Regions from separate parts of the Gossypium hirsutum genome. Here region 2 is linked to region 1. The links are chromatin contacts, called in public Hi-C maps. All regions are on one chromosome and are shown on one strand. The core of a region is the stretch at or near the end of the contact, and the rest is flanking DNA. Distances in the headings are between cores, read along the strand shown. Region 1 has its middle 37 kb from the start of LOC121207245. Region 2 holds the start of LOC121203192 (probable prolyl 4-hydroxylase 6).

Region 1 (7,891 bases), core at 2,186-4,685:
TCTAGTGGATATAGGCTTGGGCATATACTCGGGGTTTCTTTTTGAAGGCACATCACAACCTATTTCTGGCTCGACTTTTGTGCCCTCTGGTTTGGTTGTCCTTCAATTGAGGTTTTGGTCTTGCTTGATGGAGAAGACTATTTCTTCTTCATCTTCACGTTTTCCCATATCTCATCTATAATTATTTAGGAGCTCCTACATACTATGCTGAAGTTGTTCTTCTTGTTGTTGGTATATGTGGTGTTAAAGTTGTTCGTGTAACACCCATCACTCGGTTCCATAACAAATTCAAGTAAGAGATGCTACATTCAATTTCAAATGCATCTTCCAAATACTTTTGCTTGTTTTTTCTCTCTTTTTTTTTATAATTTTTTAACAATTAGTTCCACAATATCACCTTTTTTTTTCTTGTTTTCTTTTTTTTACTTATAATATAATGATAATAAATTTTACTTCATTAAATCACTTTTTAACATAATCGAATTTTATCAACATGATATACTATTCCCAATTATCAAAACAATTGAATATAATATCATACTAACTTTTCTCAAATTATATTTAATGCAGTTACACCCATAAATAAATAAAAAATCCAAATCAAATTCAATTCTTATCAGATTTAATTAATCATATTTTATTGTTTTCTTTTAATGAATTACAATCACTTAGTCCATTGAAATTCACTAATTTTTATATTTATATTTCCAGACTTTACCAAAGTAGTCCCTAACTTCAAGTTTCACAGAATTTACAATTCAATCACTAAAATTTTAATTCTAAAATTTTACAATTTAGTCCTTAATATTTTAATTTTTTACCATTTAACAGTTTAGCCCTTGAATTATTATCATGTTACTTCTAAAACAGCTCAGGGTGTTTTAAATTTTGCAAATCAACCCCTTTTTAGGAATTTTTAGATTTTTCAAATTTTATAACTTAGTCCCCATCTTTCAATTACAGCTTTCTTATTCAATTTCTCTGAAACTTTTTATTCCAATAACTTTTACAACTCAGCAATTGATGATTTAATTCAAATTTCATTATTTAGCTTTTCAAATTCTATATTTATAGATCTTACAATTTAAACCTCTTCTTAATTCTTATCAAAATTAAACACTTTGTTCATTAAGTTTCCAATTCAATTCACATACAAAATTATTTCTAATTTCTTTAACATAGTTAATCCAACTTCCAACTATTTCTTTCTTTGATTCTCTATGTTTGAATTTTTAATCAACTAATTTATTTTTCACTAATTTCATCTTTATTCTATTTAATCAGTTGACTTTATTTTCTTTTCATGAACTAACATATTTCACCTATCTAAATTTTATTCAAAATAAATATTTCACACTTCCATCACTGCAAACAAACAACCACATCATCCAAAATAATCAAATCTCATTTTCATATTTCATAATTAAATTTATCACACTACTTTCTTCTAATTATTTATATTTAAGAAAACATAAAAAATCATTCATCAATTTCTACATACTTTAATTATATTATTTTCACCATATAAAGTATACAAAATAATTCCACATATTTAATCTTTGCTTTTACACGACTATTTAAATACACAAATTAATGCACATATGTATCCATACTCTCTTCCACTTCTAATATTCATATTCAAGTTTTCATATTTGGTTTTAAAAGAAAGATAAACTATAAAGATAATCGCTTTTGTTTGCCTTAGATTACATTTTAGTCACTTATGTTTGAAATGTTATGTTCTAGTCACTTACATTATCATTTTGTTACGAAGTGGTCACTTTACCGTTAAACTCTATTATCTCCTTAACGCCAGTCTTACGTGGTACTTCAAATGGGTTTTAAATTCCAACTTGGATGTCAAGTTCTTGTGATGAAAATACGTTTTTAATTAAATAAATTTAATTTGGACTGTCATGTAGGACTTCCGAGTTGGTATTTAAAACCCATTTAGACTGCCACGTAGGACTGCCGTTGAGGAGGTAACAGAGCTTAACGGTAGAGCAACCATTTCGTAACAAAACGATAATGCAAGTGACTAAAACTTAACATTTCAAACATAAATGACTAGAATATAATCTGAAACAAACAAAAATGACTACTTTTATAATTTATCCTTAAAAAAATATACTTAAATTCTTTTTTTTAAATGAAATCTAACTTAATCTTATAAAATTTTCTAAAAAAATGGTTAGAAAATGTTCCTAAATAGGAAAGAAAGCTAACTGCATAAAAAAACTGTCGTTTTCCACACCCCACATTGGGGTTTTTATATAGAGAGAATGATTTCTCTTCTATCTTATAGACGTTTCTTTAATTTTTTTCTATTCTATTTATTTATTCATTTTATTATTTAATAAATTAAATGAATGGTTAGGATATAATCCTTAAAAATCTTATCTAAGGATTATTAATTCAATCAAAATATTTTTTTTCTAATTTGAAATTCAAAAACAATCTTTTAATTTAAAATAATTAATATATCCTCGAAAATATTTCATTATTTTTTAATCTTTCTCCTTCTCCAAGAAGATTAACCAAATTATTATTATTTTTTCTACCCCTTCTACTACCATTCAACCTTCCTTAGTGTGGAGGAGCTCTACATTTTTTCTTTTTCTTTTATTTTAATCAATTAATTGACCAACCATTTAAAGTATACCAAATTTCACCCCTTTTACTCATGTATATCCAAATATATTTATTAAATGTCTCATAAAAATCACTTAACTATGGGAAAATTGTCAATTAGTCTTTTCTCTATTAAATAATTAAATTACACTTTAACTCTTGAACTTTTCTACTTTATGCAATCTAGTCCATACCATTAATTTTCAATTTCGCCTATCAATATATTTTCATGTAATGTTTATAAAACAAATATTTATTTGTGACTCTACCTTTTCTTCCTATGATTTGTTTTCACTTTTAATCTTTCTTTCACCAAATTCTAAATTATTTATTTATTTTTGGCTAAACCAAATTTCAATGCTCTCAATCCATTTTCTTGATAAATCTCTTGTATACATTCCCGGAACAATACCGTTTATTGTACTAAAAATTTTGGGGTGTTGCAATTAGGACTTTTGTGACCGGGGGAATTGCTCTTGGAGTACTCTAAATTGCTTTTGGAATGCTAGAAATTCCTGAGAGTTTGGATTTGGATTTTGGGTCACATAAGCTTGCTTTTCATAGTACTGGTGAAACTCGAAAATTTTAAAGGTGAAAGTAGTCTACATTCACTACACTAATTGTTGATGTGAGGACCAGATAAGGTGTTGGTGATGGTTGTGATCATTGGTGAGCCACTGTGGGTGGTTAGGTATGAGAAACTATCTAGAGAGACAGAGATAAGAAGGAAAAGGGGGTAGATCCTCCTACTATGTGGAGACAAAGGGTTTATATACCTTGAGCTAGAATCCCGAGATGCCACCTGTCACTACCTTATAGGTGGCTCTAGGTAGGTTAGTCAACTAGTCTATTGTGGAAGGCTTAAGTGGCGTAGTTAGGGTGGTGATTGGCAATTGGTGTTATAAATAGTGATTACAGATTGAGCCTTTGTTAAATTAATTCTTGAAGAGTTCTCTCGAAGGACTTCTTTGAGGAATTTTGCTGAGAAGGCGGTTGGAATGAGTGGTTCTTTGGAGCAATGCCAAGGCATGAGGATCTGAGAAATCTGCTCGAGGTGTAAGGGTAATACAATATTTAAATATATTGATAAAATATATACAATACGTTGATTAATTGACTTAGCCAATTAAACTGAGCGACAAGCTTTGTAATTTTAGCTTGCTTTTTTCTTTTCTTTTTTTACTTGTTTTATTGTAGAGAGGGATAATATTTAATCTATATATTTCCTTTTCTTAACAATATAGCTTTTAATTTTAGTCAGTATTATGATGTTGTGTTAGTGTACACAAGTATTATGTTGTTGAAAGGAGAGGTGAAAGATTAAAAACTCAAAATCCAAAAATATATTTAAGTGATATACAAATCTTAGTTGGCCGAATAAGTGTTTAACGCTTTACTTCATCAAACTTTGATGTGCAGATGAGATTGGGGGGATGAGGTTGGTAGGTTTTGGGCTTGTGCTTGGGCTTGGACATTGTGGGAGTTATGGCAGCTTGGGAGGAAATGTAATGGTATTACGAGAGAAATAGGAAAAATTAGGTTAGGGTTTATTAGTCTATACTTGTTTGATTGAGTTAATATCATTCGTTAATCGGGTTTTAATTTAATCATAAAGTTATTAAAAACTTCTTATTTTTAATTAGTAATAAATATTGTTTTGAGAATAAAACCTAAAAAAAATTACATACCAATGCTGGAATTTGAAGCTAAAACATTATCGAATTGGATATTAAAATGCTTAAATTTGACTCACTTGATAATTCAAGCTTAATTTGATAATTACTAATTTGATTTTGATTTTTTTTTGTCAAACTTGAGTAATTGACTAGTACCAATATATTGCTTACATCCTTAATTAGCTTAATTTGGAAAAAGCAACAAATGTTTTATTAAGTGTTAATTATTTTAAACTTTGCCATGATGTATGAATGAAATGTATTAAATGTTAATTTAGCTAGTGTTAATATTTGGCTTGTCAGTCTGGGGTGTTGTGTGGGACGAGGATCAGCAGGGGGGACCTAGCCATACTCATTTGTTAGTTTGTTATTTGCCTATGATAGTATTGTGTTTGGGCAAGCTACTATCGAGGGGGCGAATATTATCAAGTCTATTTTTGAGGAGTACGAGGCATTACAGCAAAATTGACTTTTAGCGGCCTTTTTTTAGGCCTAAAAGCGTCGCTAAAACTATTTGTGGCGTTTTTACAAGCGCCGCAAAAAATGCCGCTATAGAAAACGCCGCTAAAGTTTGCGGTGTTTATCTAAAAAAATGCCGTTAAAGGTCATGACCTTTAGCGGCGCTTCTCCCACAAACGCCGCTAAAGGTCATGACCTTTAGCGATGTTTCTCCCAAAAACGTAGCTAAATGTCATAATTTAAAAATAATATTATAAAAGTCATGAAAAATATAAAAAAAATTTAAATTCATTATCAAAATATTGAGAAAAAGAATAATATCTATGATATAAATATATATCCTACCAAACAGAAAGTTTATCAATAACAATCAAACAAAATACCGCACTTATCATAGTACACCAGAAATCTAACAAAATACAAATAGAACAAAATAATGATAGAATGCACACTTTAAGCAGTTAGCTCAAACAAGTCGTCACTATGCATGAATTCAGCTAATCCTAGACCCTGCATCCAACAAAAACTCAAACCTGAGAAAAAAGAAACAAAAGTTAATGAATGACACATATAACATCAAATTAATAATAAAATATGCAATTAACAAGTCAACATTAACGCCACATATAACATCAAATTGCACAACTTAATATACTCAATACATTAGCATAAATAACATCACATTGATCAAGGAATTTAACACATTCGAATAGATCAATTTTAAGCTCACTAATGGTTAATTTAGCATGTGAACAACATATAAATATTTTGCATTTACAGCATGGTTTAATCAACTTCAAGCAGGAAATTAAATGCTGCAAATTTCCAGTATTCAAAATCATATATGGACAACATTAATATGACATTTTCGAGCACCTTAAAGACACATTTGGAAAATTTGAAGAACCATTTGAACAACCACATTCGAACATCTTAAAGACAACTAAATTTTGTCTTGTTTTGGACAGCCTTAGAGGTCAACAAGGCATGTATTAAACCACGCCTAAAATGTTTATTTCATCATGCTTTGAACAACAATAAACAACCATTAAACATTATATTAATTCAACTCTATCGAAACCCTTTTTATTTTGAAAACAATGGGGATCGACTTTTGAAAACAAAAATGTGGAGTCGCCACCAATCTCTTGATTTAGGTATGATTGGGCCACCTACTAAAACTTTTTATTCCATTAAAAATAAATTTGATTCACATAAAATCAAAAAAATGGGTTCGGGAGTCGGTTACGCATGAGGAAGGGTTAGCACCCTCATTACGCCCAAAACTTGGTACCAAATTGATTTGATGCTATCCTTACACCTAAAGATTTTTTAAAGAAAAGATTTTTCAAAGTATGATTCTTTTTAAAATGTTTGAATAGTTCAAATTAACGGTCAAAATTCTCTCGTTTCAAAGATATGCAGTATCGTACCCAGCATGATTGGATACGATCCTTTATACCTTTAAAAATACGATTGATTTTTGACTTTTGAAAACTCGTACACTAAAATTATAAAAGGTTATCCAAATATTTAGTTGACCGAAAAAATCATACCCAGCACGATTGAGCACGATTTTCCGAATTCCCCAAATATTGTATATTGCCTTATTTCAGAATTTTTGAATAATAAAGAAAATTAGAAATTCGCTCAAAACACGTTTATTTGTTTTAAAATAAATGGAATACTTAATGCATTGTATCGGAACATTTGCATAGGAAAGGATTAATGAACATGAAATAATAGGATACAACAAGTCACAATTAATAAATCCAACAATTATGTATTCTAAGTAAAATGTTGCCAAATTCTTAATCATGGATGGTAAACAATCAATACAAAAATAATATACAACAATAATTAACATGGCACAATATAATATAAAACGATCCACAAAATATGTACAAAATAAAATGAAATTAGAAATCAATATAGTATAAGACATTTCCAAAATATTGATGAATTAATGAACACATAATATAAGTTAACGAGTTTGTACAAAAACTAGGGATATATAATTATTTGAAATAAATATTGTGGAATAAAACATTTGAATCGAATAATATGTAAAATATTTTAAACACAACTTTATTTAAAAATTGACAATGTGCATAATAGCTTATAAAATATTAAAGAACAATAAAACACATGATAAAATATAATGCACATGATAAATTCACAAAACATATATATATAAATAACTTTGGGAATAATTATTTATAAAAAAATAGCATGAGATTAATAATGTATGAAAAAAAATAAGTAAATTATAAATTATACATGTAACAAATTTTAAAAAATATAATAATATACACAAAAGGTAAAAAAAACTATATTTATAAAATACATAAATTTAGTGACGTATATTCATAAAACTATATCTATAAAGGGAATTTTGAAATAAATGATATATAATATAATTTTACATGTAACAAATTGATTTGGATTTATGGTACATATAAATAATTCATACATAAGGATAATAAAATATGAAAGTGTAAACAATAAATAAATTGTATGATTTAAAATATAGCTCTTAAAAGAAATGCATTATACGCATCAATAATTTTAAAGGAAAATATATGTACATAAAAGAAATATTAATATGAAATCAATAATGTGGACTATAGTAAAATAATTTAATATGAGTTATATACATGTAAAGACACTTTAGGAATAATTGAATGTTAAAATAACATGGAATAAAAATATGAATTATAAAATTAACTTAATTTTATCATAAACTATACATTTAATAAAACCTAAAAAACAATTAGATATAAATTTACTAAAAGGCTATATATATAAAAATAACATGGCTTTAATAACGTATGTAGATTAAATATAAATACTAAATATACGCTTAATAATTTATATGACGCATAAAATAGACGAATTTCTAAAAAACGGGATATAAACATTAAAATATGTGAATGAATTCAAAAGAAATTGCAAAATAACATGAAATTAATAATATACATAAACTAGAATAAATTTTATTACAAATAAAACATCAACTATTAAAATAATGGAATAAAAGAGAAAGAAAAATTATAATAATTTTTTTAAAACAAAATTCAATTATCAAAGCAACACGAAATATCACAACCAATAATCAATCATGT
Region 2 (7,891 bases), core at 2,769-5,268, 140 kb after region 1:
AATCAATTTTTTTTAAAGAGAAAATTTTGGAGAAGAAGATACTGAAATTGTCGTTGATGAAGAAATTGAAATTTGAGATTTTTATATAATTTTAGTTAAAATACATGTTTGGTATAATTGTGTTTTACTCCTTCAAATGACTGCATAAAAGCGTAACGCAGCAAATTAAGTCACGTGTCATTTTCCAAAAAATGTTCAGCCATTCTTTTCTGACTCTTAATTGTATAAATGAACAGAACGTTTGTGAACCATTTGTATAACATCTATTTATGTTTATTTATATAAATAAATAATTTTTTATGTTTGTTTGATAAGCGAATGAACACCAATGAAAATGTTTTTGGTTTATTTATGTTCTAGAATAAGCTCGTTTATGACTCGTTTATTTATTAATGATATTTTTTTATAAAAATTTTATTAGTATATATTAATAAAATTATCTTAAAATTCATTTATTGTTTCATTAGTATATATTAATAAATTTATATTGATTTGTATTTTTTTCATTTATATAATTATTAATATTTATGTTTGACTATTTTATATCTAAACAATATATGTGTATTTGTGTTTATTTATTGTTTGTTTATTATTTATTAACATTGTTATATGTTCATGAACATGTTCAATTATATGTTCATGAACATGTTCGTGAACATGTTCGATTAAGTTAAATGAACATGTTCTTGATCATTAAACAAACGAACATGAACAAAAAATTAAAATTCTTGACGAATACAAACCAAATACGAACAAGCTTAAAAACAAACGAACATGAATAGAGATTTGTTCATTCAAGTTCAGTTCATTTGCAGCCCTAACCATACTCGTAACCATTCAAGTGTTAAATTTTTTTTAATGATTATAATTTTAGATAAGTTATAGTGTTAGTAATCTGTCCATTATCAATGGAGTTTTTTAATTCCACGAGTAAGGTTTAGTGCATTTGAGGTGTTCAATTGATTAACTGACATGAACTATCATTAATCGAATTAATTTGTCCTTTTAAACCCTTAACCGTTAACTGAACTAAACTTTTTCGATTAATTCAGTCAGTTAATCTAATTAATCGAAATATATGTGTTTTATTATTTTTTGATTAAAACAATTATAAAACATATAAAAAATTAACCGAATTAACCAAATTAACTGAATTAATCGAATCAACCGAATTTAATATATGTAAAATATATATAAAAATATAAAATTCCAATTAATTTAGTTAATCAACCAATTTCAAACCGAATTAACCGTTAACTGAATTTTTAAAAAATTATTAACAGACTCCCGGCCGAATTAATTCGATTAACTGACCGATTAACCAAATTCAATCGGCTAACTAAATTAATTCGATTTTACCCAAAATTTACACACCCTTAAATACATGATACATGTCTGTTTTAATTTATTTTTAGAAAAATTATTACACTTACAATAAATGTCCAAAAGAAAAATAGTAAAATATTAAAAAAATATTAAAAAAAAGTATAGTGTCAATGTATCGAGTACTCACCCTTTTATTTTTTTCTAATATTCTCCTAAAATCACATGGCAGCATTTTACCTTTGTTCGAATGCATCAAATAATTTTCCTAAGCTATATATATTAATTAAGGTTTAGGATATATAATTTTTTTAACAATTTGTTTTTATTGTGATTTTTTTATTATAATATTATATAAGTAGTAAGATATATATTTTTATGTACATGTTTTTAAGTTGAATAATTTTATTGTTATTTTTAGTTTTAATCTATAATTTATTTTCATAATTAATATTTACTTTCATTACAAAACCTTTTAAATGACTCATCTTTCAAATATTTATATATAATTATTAAGAGTAAATTATACAAATAATCCCCTAATTATGTTTAAATTTTTATTTTGATCATTCAATTTTAAAAATTTTTATTTTAGACACTAATGTTAGAATTAATTTATATTTTAGTTGCCCACTATTAAATTGATAAAAGAAAGTCCTTTTCTAATTACTATAATAACACATTTAATCCTCAAATACTTACAAATTTTATCAATTTAATCCTAACTTTAAATAATTTAATAATTTTAAATAATTAATTTTCTACATTCTATTTAATAGGTAAATACGATTAAATTCTCAATCACTAATTTGTATAATATAAAGCACAAATATAATTATTCTCTTCATAAAATCCGTTTTATAAAATAGAGGACTATAAAAAATATACATTATCTGCTCAGAAATCATGAATTTTCTTCTCATAGATTTTTTAAAAAAAATCTCTGAAGTCTGACATGTGAATTTATTTCATAATTCATCACAGCAGAAGTTATGGAATAAAGCAGTTTAACAAAAGATAAAATCAAAACAATGTTCAAAATTAGCTCTCATTCTTTCTCTCAAAATTTCTGCTCATTTCTGCAAATCGGAATAGCGTATATTGCCCATATTAGGCTGAATAATCATAGAGCTAATCAAATTAATTTCTCAACTTGGAAACACAAATTGAAACTTTTAATCCAAAAATAGAAAAAATATCGCAAGTTGAATTTTGAGATCAGAGTTTGGTAAAAAAAAATTGTCTGTCACTGTTGAATCAGAAACACGGACCAATTAAACCTCATCATATCTCAAAATTTTAAAGAAATTTACAACGAAAAAAATCGAGAATTTTTTAATAAATTTCAATAAATAAATGAAACAAAGGAACGATCATCAGAGACTTAAATACAAGTAATCATGGAATAAATCCATTCATATTGTTGCAGTTTTTTTTTCTCATCAATTGATCGATGACAAATACAAAACGAAGGAAAGAAATTTTCGGTGAAATGAAAACCATAAACCATAGATCTGAGAGCTGAAAGGAAACGAAATGAAACCTAGTTGTGAAGAAGAGGGAAGGTGGCGAAAGTGAGGGTTTTCAGGGTATTTATAGATCTAATTGGAGAGGTTGCTATAAACCCTAGATTGCAACTAGAGAATTGAAACTGGCTGAATTGCTTAATAATTGAAAACGGATCGAACAGTTTTCTTGGCCTTTAAAATTCCAGCTCTTCCTCTATGGGCTGAGTTTAGATTTTGGGCTTTTTCTTTCTTTCTTTTTTTTTGTTTTTCAACATGTGAGGTGTAGGGGGTATTATTGTCAATGTAGGATAATGTAAGTTCAATTATATTGAAGCGTATTATTTTTTTATTTATGCGTTAAGAAAAGACTATAGCTAATTTTAAATATTGTGTAAAAAAATAAATATGATCAGAAACTGTAATGAGATTATTAAAAAAAATTAATTTTTTTCATTAAACAAATAGATAAAAGGAATGCAAGTAAGGGAATTCATCCAGAGATAAAAAGAAGAAATTGTTTTTCAAAAAACTGATTAGAGATAATTATAAAAACAAAAATTTCAAACCAATTTCATCCTATATATTGAATCTCTCCAATGGCTATGTGGAGATGATGAAGCTAACAGTCATCAGTAGATATTGGGTGAAATTTTACAAGTAGATTCTTAACTAAAACCCCAATCGATTTCAACATTTTGGTAAAGTCTTCATCTCTTATATATATTTTTATTTTTTTATAATATAAAATAATCATTTAATTTTATTTATATTTAATTATATGTGTTTGAGGATGAAATTGATATAATTTGTAAATACAAAGTGTTAAATTTATTGAATTATATAAAGTTAGAATCAAATTGATAGAATGTGTAAATATCGATAACTAAATATATTATTATACTAGTTAAAAAAGACCATGACATTAATCTCGTTAGCCATTTGATGGAAAGTGAGTAAAACGGAAACGATCTAAAGCGTTAGTGACCAAATTAAAAAAATTATACATTGATAATTAGATGATTAATAGTATAATTTACCCAAAATATATATAAAGAGAAAATAATATATTTTGTGTGAATTACTAATTAGTTATCTTTCTCTAAATAGAATTAACCGATTAACTAACGAAAAGAATTTTAAGTATCAGTGAAAAAAAACAAAGTTTAAAGACGGATTTCTAGGATAAGCCAAAATAAAGTGAAGAACTCATTGTTTCCAATTAAGATTTTCTGACATCTGCCAGAAATTTTATGAAGCTTTCTTACGGAAACATTAAATATTTTGGCCAAATCCATGGCCGCCAATTAAATTCACTCTTAAATGGAAGATGATTTGAAAAAAAGAAAACAAGCAAGCAAACAAACAGATTAATTCTTTTGCGAATATTGGATCCAAACAAATAGAATTTCTTTTCTCATGGAGTACCAGTATTTTCTCGGATTCTTTCTTCTTCTTTTGATCAATTTTACTTTGGTTTCGGCTGAGATTAATGGATCGGTGCTTAAAATGAGAGGAGGAACTTCTTCTGTTCAATTTGATCCCACTTCTGTTACTCAACTCTCATGGCGCCCTAGGTAACTTCAAATTCTAATCCTTTTTGCAGTTCAGGTAATTCAAAACTTTAAAATTTACGATTTTTTTTTCTTGAAGGGCTTTTATTTACAAAGGATTTTTATCAAGTGAGGAAAGTGATCACCTTATTTTTCGGGTAAGCAACCATTTTTCTCTTTTGTTGTTGAAGAATTTCAACATATAAAAAAAAATTGTATTAATTTCAGGCTAAGGATAAGTTAGAGAAGTCAATGGTGGCAGATGATGTATCAGGCCAGAGTATTGAAAGTGAAGTTCGAACCAGCTCCGGCATGTTTCTTGAGAAAGCTCTGGTATATAAATGAATTGTCTTTCATTCCTTTTTTTAGCTTAAAACTGTGAAATTACTGGAATTTATGTTAATTTAAGAGAGGAATGCTGAATTTATGAGTCGAATTGTTGAATTTAGAAGTAAAAGGAATTGATTTATTATCCATATGATCTTGTTTTTGTGTAATTTTATGCAATCTTATTCTTGCTTTGTTTAAGAAAGGATGAAGCATCTGGCTGCTTATTATTATGTCATTGTATTAGTACTTTCATGCTTTTTTTTCCCTTCCGTGGGATACTGGTCATAGCTGTTTGAGATTGTTCTGTTTTTGAGAACATGTATTTGATATAGACTGACTATATGAACTGAAATTTGCGTGGTGCTTGTGAGATTTTAATCACTTGAATGGCAGAATGCTAGGTGTTTGATGTTAGAACTTGTATTCCGAAATGTGATGGTTGATGCATTGTGTGGCTTTTCTACTCATTATTCATTCAAACTTAATCCGAGAGCCGAGTCTTTGCTGAAAGAATCTGTCTCCCCATTGAACCAACAGTCTAGAAGAATGTTACGCATTGTATTCCGAAGTGTTTGTACTGAAAGCAGTTGTATTCTGAAATGTCATGGGTGATGCATTGTGTATTTTTCCCCTCATGATTCATTCAAACTTAATCCGAAAGCCAGGTCTTTGCCGAAAGAATCTGTTTCCTCATTGAACGAATGGTTCTAAAAGAATATAACTTGCGAGTTAGTCACATTGGTTTTGTTTATTCAAAGCCTTTTCAAACCTGTGCCGTATGATTACTGTCGCTGATGAAATCATGCTTAGGTTTAGTTATGCATTTCTTTATGTTTAGAGATCGTTTACTCTATGCTTATTGTTATCATTCGGATTGTTTATATTTATGGTATGGATCATGTTTGGAAAGCATATCATCATTGCATGTGCTGATTCTTGAACTTCAAATGTTTCTGCGGTATCTCGCATGAAGGATGAAGTAGTTGCTGATATTGAAGCCAGGATTGCAGCATGGACCTTCCTTCCAGTAGGTACTTTTGTTTTTTCTTTTACATGCTAGTCATACTCTACAATTTCTTCATCCAATTGTAAGGACTTTTCGCATTTGACTTGGACACGGCGTTGCAAACAGAGAATGGGGAGGCACTACAAATACTGCACTATCAGCATGGTCAGAAATATGAACCACATTTTGATTATTTTTATGACAAGGTTAACCTCGAGAGGGGTGGTCACCGTATTGCCACTGTACTTATGTATTTGTCTGACGTTGAGAGTGGTGGGGAAACTGTATTTCCAAATTCAGAGGTACGCATTTGCCGGTGAATTCGGTTCTTTGGTTGTCTTTTTGGTTTCTTTTTTTAACATTTGTTTTCTTCCTATACTACACGTATCCATTTTATTTTGTTCATCGCTCATTGTTTGTCTTCTGCAGGGAAAACTTACTCAGCCCAAGGACGATAGCTGGTCACATTGTGCGAAAACGGGATATGCTGGTATTATGGTTACCCTTGGCGATTTTAACTAAGAGTAGTTGGAACATGATGTATAATTGATTGGCTAGTTTCTTGTTTAATCGTTCTCAGATAAGTTGTGTTAGAAATCCAACCTTGTAGCCATCAGTATCTAACTCAACTGTATCGGTTGTACTTGCAGTGAAACCCAGAAAAGGCGATGCATTGCTGTTCTTCAATCTTCATCCTGATACAACTACTGATCCCAAGAGTTTACATGGAAGTTGCCCGGTGATAAAGGGCGAGAAATGGTCCGCCACAAAGTGGATCCATGTCCAGTCCTTTGATAACATGGAGAGCCAGACCGAAGACTGTGTTGATAAGAATGGGAACTGTCTTTTCTGGGCTAAGGCTGGCGAGTGCGAAAAGAACCCGGCTTACATGGTAGGTTCCGAGGAGTTTTCGGGATACTGTAGGAAGAGTTGCAAGGTATGCTCCTCCTAGAAAGCTTTTTCCAGGCATTTTAAAGGACCATGGTTAAACCATTTCAAAGCTTCAAATTCTTTTCGCTGCAATGGCTGCCGTCTAATCATTCGAATTGAATCTCTTCAGAACATAAATACATTAAACGGTATGACTTTTCTATTAGACTAAAGAAAAAATGCTTTTTTGAGAAACAATTTTAAAAATATTGGTTTTAATTATTTAGTATTGCAGCCAAAAAAATATTTTTTAGAAATAAAATTTTAATTTTAGATATGATATTATAAAGTAATAAATATGCATTTAAATAATATTTAAATTAATTAATATTATGATATTTTAGCAAAAATATAAAAAATAGTTCATAACTTGTTGTTAATATTTTAATATATCAAATATAAATTTTAAATATTTTTAAACAATCAATATTAATTATTTATAAAATTTAATTAGAGTTATATAAACTATAAATATAATCATTAAATATTTATAATTAATTATTAACATATTTGTATTATTTTAAGAAATATTTTTTAAAATTTTTAATCAATAATTTTATTTTAAAATATAATATGAATATATAATTCATATTAGATATTAACATATAGAGATAAAAAAAATAATAATACTTTTAGAAGTACTTTTGACTCAACAACAACTAAAAATTTTAGTTTCTAAGTAAAAAGTGTTTATTTTTAAAGATCGCTAAACATAGTGTAACAATAATCAACATGCAATCGTTTGTATGCTTGTTATGTGTCATGATTTCTTTTCTCATTGCCTAAAAAATTTGGAGGCTGGGCTACTTCAGAGAGCATATATTCAGATTTTGTATAATTTTAAACTAAAAATATTTACCAAACAAAAGCATCTCTTATATTTTGACATTCCATAATATTAATTATATATAAAATATATAGGTTAAATTATAAAAAAATATTGAAAAAATAAAAGAAATTGAGAAAATGTGTGTTTTTTTTTTAAATTTATCAATCTGTGTTGTTTTTAGAGAGAGAAATGAAAATGCATCTTATAGGATGCATTTTCATTAAAAATTGATAATTTAATTTTTTTTTTGTCAGATGGTTAAATGTTAGTGTTTTTTTCTTTGAATCCAGGTTTGATTCCTCTCATACTCACATTTATTTTTTATTATTTAATGTTGTTTTAAGTATTTTAATATATATTTTTATTTCATGTTGTTTCAAGTTTATTTATTTATTTTTAATTAATAACTCTTTTA

What was found. Hi-C and Micro-C count contacts between places; a contact is called where the count stands out from the background.
Region 2: a contact with region 1 is called in a Hi-C map of leaf, with 2.7 times the contacts expected there. The contact joins the promoter of LOC121203192 here to the enhancer-like site in region 1. A contact is called at or near these places in 5 of 34 Hi-C or Micro-C datasets (callus and leaf).

What each region holds. Positions count from the first base shown.
Region 1 is chrA09:7,301,841-7,309,731 of Gossypium_hirsutum_v2.1, forward strand. No RefSeq gene overlaps it. Among protein-coding and RNA genes, the nearest start is that of LOC121207245, 37 kb to the right of the region's middle. Within about 2 kb of position 3,436, at least 3 of the 9 cell types and tissues checked have an H3K27ac peak or open chromatin away from gene starts, as enhancers often do. A contact at or near this core is called in leaf, where this site is marked.
Region 2 is chrA09:7,442,961-7,450,851 of Gossypium_hirsutum_v2.1, forward strand. LOC121203192 (probable prolyl 4-hydroxylase 6) reads left to right here and starts at 4,019. Exons shown (of 8, transcript XM_041077480.1): 1 at 4,019-4,405; 2 at 4,482-4,539; 3 at 4,610-4,714; 4 at 5,685-5,742; 5 at 5,844-6,019; 6 at 6,147-6,207; 7 at 6,368-6,654. The coding sequence starts at 4,248. LOC121206938 (small nucleolar RNA Z199) reads right to left here and starts at 2,775; the gene lies at 2,695-2,775. It overlaps LOC121206940 (small nucleolar RNA R64/Z200 family), which reads right to left and starts at 2,313; the gene lies at 2,214-2,313. LOC121206939 (small nucleolar RNA U54) reads right to left here and starts at 2,456; the gene lies at 2,367-2,456. It also overlaps LOC121207242.